Linked DNA regions of Arabidopsis thaliana: region 1 is linked to region 2. Evidence: chromatin contacts called from public capture Hi-C data. All regions are on one chromosome and are shown on one strand. The core of a region is the stretch at or near the end of the contact, and the rest is flanking DNA. Distances in the headings are between cores, read along the strand shown. Region 1 holds the start of AT3G43580 (Beta-galactosidase related protein). Region 2 holds the start of TES (ATP binding microtubule motor family protein).

The links. Capture Hi-C pulls out chosen DNA fragments and counts their contacts.
Region 1: a capture Hi-C map of seedling shows a contact between it and region 2, with 1.8 times the contacts expected there. A contact is called at or near these places in 1 of 26 Hi-C or Micro-C datasets (root) and 1 of 3 other capture datasets (seedling).

What each region holds. Positions count from the first base shown.
Region 1 is chr3:15,500,428-15,503,662 of TAIR10.1, forward strand. It overlaps AT3G43580 (Beta-galactosidase related protein), which reads left to right and starts at 1,589. Exons shown (of 1, transcript NM_114226.3): 1 at 1,589-3,211. The coding sequence starts at 2,565. The coding sequence ends at 3,179.
Region 2 is chr3:15,188,810-15,192,045 of TAIR10.1, forward strand. It overlaps TES (ATP binding microtubule motor family protein), which reads left to right and starts at 1,977. Exons shown (of 16, transcript NM_001339093.1): 1 at 1,977-2,002; 2 at 2,095-2,350; 3 at 2,443-2,848; 4 at 2,949-3,038; 5 at 3,124-3,224. The coding sequence starts at 2,620.

The DNA of each region.
Region 1 (3,235 bases), core at 339-2,838, 310 kb after region 2:
CAACCCAATCTAATTTCTTTTCTTTTAATCTCTATTTCTTTATTTTCTTTTCTTACTTAGTAAAAAATTTGGAGCCAACAAAATTTTTACTTTCCCGGTTATCTCTATTATAACGTTTTGAATGTCATATATGCTATCATAAAGCCAAAAACTAAGCGCCACTACGAAATATTTTTGCGGTTAATCTACCATAGCGTTTGTTTTTTCGAAAACGCTATATAATTTTTTTCAAAACACAATTATACCAGAATCATTGAAAACGCTATATTGTATTACTATTAATACCTTCATTTCCTGTAGTGGAAAATGCGGAATGATATCATTTTCAATAATAAACGATGGTCTATTCGGGACATTATAAACAAAGCTCTCATTGACAAGCAACAATGGAATGAGAGTCTACGGTGGAGTGACGCTAACAAATAGCGAGATTCAATTCAAAGAGACCCTAATACCACAACACCTATTACAACCAAAAGAGGACGTAATGACTATTATTCATCAAGCAAAAACTTATTGTTGTTTTGTGGATGCTTCATGGGTCTCTTCTACTGCCACTGTAGGCATAGGCTGGATCATGTACACTCCAAATGCGCAATTTGTACTTTGGGGAATGTCTGCAATACGACCAACGAGTTCGCCGCTTGAAGCAGAAGTCGAGGCCTTAAAATTAGCTATGATTCATCTTTGAAGGCTCGGATATGATGAAGTTCTATTTCCGGAGATGCAGCAGAGCTTTATGAACCCCTCCACTCAGCAATCCACGGGCTGCAACATTCACCTATATTGACATACCTCCAAGAAGTACGAAACTTGGCATCAGGATACAAGTCTTTTGACTTCCTTAAGATCTCACGTAATATCAATCATGTAGCGGATAGAATTACTAAGGATGCTAGAGCTAAAAACTTAAGCCTTGTAATATCCTGAAATGATGTATCTTGATTCCAAGTTAATGCAAAAGGTTGACGACAAAAAAAAAAAAAAAAAATTTATTTCCAAAAAATAATTAAAAACAAAAATTAAAGAATTTTTTTTAATCATATTTCTTGTTTAAAAAGCAAAAAAAAAAAAAAATTAAAATAAATATAAAAGAAAAATATACTAGAGAATATTCTTTATTAAATGGAGGAAGAAATTATTATTAACTGATGTAGCAACATCTACGTCATTATTATTAGGCTTTTAATTATGTTATTCTTTAAACTTGTGTTGGGCTTTATTTGGGTTTTATTACGTCGGTTTGTGTTTGCTTTGGCAACAAGCTTTGACTAGGATTTCTTTTATGTTTCGACCATAACCAGTCTGCTTCTTAGGTTCGTTAGACTTGGTTGTTTTTTTTGATTAATAAAGAGAAAGCTTTTCTCAACTTGAAGTCATTAATACACAAAGCTAAGAACTCCTAGCTACAAATAGATCTTTGAGAATCCATTGATATCCAAAGACTCTTTTTGTACTTACCGCTGCACTATTAACTCACTTAACCATGGTATGCCACATATCATGTTATTAAGAACATGAAAAAGTGTATGTGTAGATAGATTTACCTTCCAAAACCCATCACTCCATCACAAGATAATTTTGGATTTATCTATGCATTAAATTAGAAAATTATAATTAAAAAAACAAAAGTTAACTAAAATAATATTTGCATTAAATTTATCATCCATATTTAGAGAGAAAAATAGAGTGACTAAACTAAAACTCTTTTTTCTCTCGGGTACTAACATCGAGACGCAGTCCCTAACCACCTATTCGGCACCGGTGAAGCTTATGCTTGTCGGCATCGGGAGATCTCCTCCTCTTGTCCCTGGTGTGATCTAATTCTGCTTTTGGCCGTTTTTTTCAATCTACATGTATCTTCAACCGCTTGCCTTTGTTCCACGGTGCCTCAACCCTTCGAGACAGAGACAGGAAGAGCTCTTTCTTGATCCTCTTGTTGTCTGCTCCGCTCTCAACCTATCTGTCAAAGTGGACAAAAGAAGCTTCTTCAAATCCGAGTGAAGCTTCTACCCACCCGTCTTCGTGCATGACAAGAGCTCCACCTCCCCATGCGCATCATTTGGATCCCCCATGGCTCAGTCCCAAGCTATTGGTTTGTTTCTGGTGGCTGGAAATCCTTGAACCGTCAGCTACGACGATTGACAAAACCCTAATCTCGCTGGAGGCTCCTTCTACTGGGCTTGGCCCACATTACCAACAAAAGCACCAGGGCCCAATGTTGATTTATTCGTTGACCATCTTTAAGAATTACGGCCCAACATTAAGAATCATAAAAGCCCATCTACCAGGTTTTTATTAAAGCCCAGATTGTATTTATGCACAATCCAAATGGCAGCCCAAATCCCCTGACTGCTCAATCCAGGCCCATCTGTATCATTTTTTTGGCCAGGAAATTAATAAGGCATCGTCCATTCCCATCTCTGCCTAGGTTTGAGCTGAACTCTCTTTCGTTCATTCTTAGCAACTGTTTGTGTCGTGTTATATGTATAATTGATTGTGGACGTCAGTTGGAACATAATTCACTTATGTTGATAGTCTGATACAAAGTTTTTTTGGGAACCATGCCCTTAAAACCGCTTAGGCACATTATCCATGAAGTTAATAGATTGAAGAAGAACGACATTATCATCCCATTTCTAAGGAGCGGTGATTACCGAAGCTTCTTCAATCTGTCCTTAACCTTTACTCCGAATCGAATCCAGCTCCCACATCAAGAATACTATCTAAGATTGTCGAGGATGCACGACGTTGCCTCCTTTTGCGCAGAACTCATATTTGGCCTTAAGGGTCTTTGGCGCAATAGCTGCTTCACCTTGGAGGGAATTTCAGCTCTGCCATCCTCCTTATCGAGAATTGCTTCAAGTCTTTCCGTTTTCTCCAAGTGGTTCACGCCGGAAACCATTGAAACTAAAGAACATTTTTCAAAGTCACGAATTCTTTTGATAGTGACTATTGTTAAGCTCCCCGAATTTTTTGCCAAAGTGTCTTTGACACACCATGATTTCGCTTGTGATATGTTGCGCAGCTCCTGTCTCCGAGTTCTTATGGATTTATCTCCTATGTTTAATGCTCTCTCAACCTTCCTAGCTACCCTTGATGTAATCTTATGCTTAATCTGCTTTATGTACCCAACCATTCAGTTGATGATCTGTACTCTATATCCTTCTTTGGTTTAATGAATGGATAAGTGGTTCGACAAGCAAAAAACAATTAGAGAAAAAAAAGAATATAA
Region 2 (3,236 bases), core at 727-3,226:
ATGAATTATGTGTATGATGAAATATTGAGAATGTTGTTAGAAAAAATATATTTTAATACTAAAACTAATTTCTTATTGCATGAGTGAATGATTAGATAAATAAAAATTATTTAAATTAAACAATACAAAAAAAACAAAAAAAACTGCGGCATAGCGCGTGTGATCATCTAGAGTGTTAGTGAGGCATTTTCGGTTAATCTAAAAACGAAATTTTGGTCTAACCAAAGTAAGCATAGGGACAGTATTTACCATTCACAACTGCTCTTGGAAACCTCCGGTAGTAGAACTAAGTCATTTTCAGACAGGACCAAAAAGAAATAGTAACTCATATGTAGAACTTACACTTCAACTTTTATTCCCATATATATGAAAGTTGGAAAACTCTCTACATATAAGTGACACATCATCACACAAGAAAATGACATGTGTCATTCTACATTAATTAAATAAAAAAATTAGTAAAACTAATTGAGGAAAAATTAAAAGTCTTTTGTTGTGTTAAATTCTCTATTAATCTCACTCTTAAAATTAATTTTCTAAAAACATTCAATAAATAAAAAAATCATAATAATGTATCAAATACTACTTTTATTCTATTTTACTTATTTTTATATTTTTTTATCAATAGTTATTAATCCATAATGGCTAAAAATTTACGTGTATTGTATTTTAGATAATTGCTATCTAACCTCATATTAATTTAATAATTTTAGTTGGATATTTTCTTATTATTACGTTATGTGAATATGATTTATCATATGACCTTCTTTCTGTTTATTTTTGTGCGGTCTGATAACTTGATAACATTGATATACAATTTTTTCACGTAATGGTCATCCGAGACATTAGACATATCCACACAAAAATACGAGACTCTATATGGCTATATGCAAGGGAAGATAATTAAAGTGTTAACTTAAATTACTAGCATATCATGATAGGTTGGTGTACTAGATGACGAAAGAATATATGAAAAAAAGAATTGTTTGTTACAATTAAGTTAAACAAATTTCAAAATACATTAGTAATATAACTACATATTAATATATCATATAATGTTGTTGTATGTGTTCATGATAGTGAAATACTTGAATAATAGGTATATAAATATTCATATTATAGTAAAATTGTTGATCTATACTATATGATTTCACAATGAAACAACGTAGATATATATATAGGAGGAGAAAACTTGGGGAGTAAGTGTCTTAAAGATAAAGTAACTTGGTGAGTAAGACTTATATATAAGGATAAGATAAGGTCATATGATCTACTTTAAAGATGGATAATCATCCATGTTTTCTAACATGTTTCACTTTATTGTGCTCAGGACCAGTTATGTACGTGTATGTGGATGAGTTTTTGTGGCTAAATCGAAGAAAGAATGTGAAAGCTAAAAGGAGGATTAAACCCTAACTAAAAGCTAGCTAACCTCATTGTTCACTAATTAATCACACTGAAAAAGGCAACGCAACAAGCTAAACAAATCCCAACTTAGAAAGAAAAAATACGCTAAAAATTTAACACTAATCACACTTACAATATAACGAGCAGAATTAGTAACAACAAAGCAAAGGAAGGAAGCTAAAGGAAACAGAACATTTAGTATTTATACACGAGACGTGAGAGAGAATGGGGTAACTCGAAAAACCCTAGAGATAGGACAGATATCATCATCCTGTGTCGGGCTGCAAAAAATCGCTAACTTTCTCTCCGTACAAGCTTTTTCATCACCTCTCGTGCTTCCTGTGTTTGTTGTTTCTAGTCGTTTGCATATGACCGTTGTGCCTCAGACGACGTCGCTTTAGTATTGGGCTTAATCTTTAGCTGGCCCATGTTTCTCTTTTCTTCATTTGACCCAATTTATCAACACAGTCGTTTTTTGCTCTCTCGGATTGAGAAATTCTGCTTGTAAACCATAACGTACCAATAAACCCGTTTTGGTTGGCATTAACGTACACATTGATGCACTTTTCTTAGAACGTTAAGATACGTCGTATAGGTTAGTGCTGTGTTCGATGTAGAATCCCAATCTTACACGTGGCTCGTTAAGAACCCTTGATCTTTGACCGTTCAAAGTTCAAAAAATTTCAGGTCTGCGCAGAGAACGGGAATTGAAAAAAACAAAGTAAAAAGAAGAAGAAGACGAAGAAGAAGAAAGTAGCAAGAAAATAGTTTCCGTTACACATTCTCTGCTTTCGATTTTGCCTCTGCGAAAACAAATCCCTAATCATCTCCACCATCTTCTCATCGATTTGATTTTCTCCGGCGAATCATCCGTCCGTCGTCGACCACCACCGCCGCGTTTTCTTTCTCCGACGTGTTCCCTCTGTTAAGTCCCTTCTTCTCTGTAAGCGATCTTTTAATTTCTCTCTTGTTTCCTATTCTGGATTTGATTTCAGGTGACTATTATGTTGGATTCTCATGTATTGGTTGTTCTAGTTTCCATAGATGGATTTCTGAACAATCTAACAGTTACGATTACTGATTCTCAAAGAAAATCTTCGATTAGGTGATTAGATTTAGAAGAAATTGTGTTTGATCTACAGATGTAGAGTAGATTTGTAGCGTTTAGGTCTTATAAGTTTCTAAAATTGGTTTCGATTTTGTGTGTAGAAGATGATGGGACCTCCGAGAACTCCGTTAAGTAAGATAGATAAGTCCAATCCTTATACTCCATGTGGTTCCAAAGTTACAGAGGAGAAGATTCTTGTCACTGTTCGGATGAGACCATTAAATTGGAGGGAACATGCCAAATATGATCTCATTGCTTGGGAATGTCCCGATGATGAGACTATCGTCTTTAAGAATCCGAATCCTGACAAGGCTCCAACAAAATATTCATTTGGTATTTTTTATTAGAATCTAGTCGATTGCTTATTTTGTCTTCTCTTCTTTCCATTTTTGTTATATAGCTCATTTAAGTTTTTTCTTCTTTGTACTTATAGATAAAGTTTTTGAGCCAACTTGTGCAACTCAAGAGGTGTATGAAGGTGGTTCTAGGGACGTTGCACTATCTGCATTAGCAGGAACAAATGGTAACTACACAGAAATCTAAAAAATCCCATTATCTAAGGATATGTTATTTGTGGATATGTGATTTCTTGTCTCTATCTATTGCAGCAACTATTTTTGCTTATGGTCAGACTAGTAGTGGCAAGACGTTTACAATGAGGGGGGTTACTGAAAGTGTTGTTAAAGATATATACGAACATATAAGAAAAGTGAGTGATCAA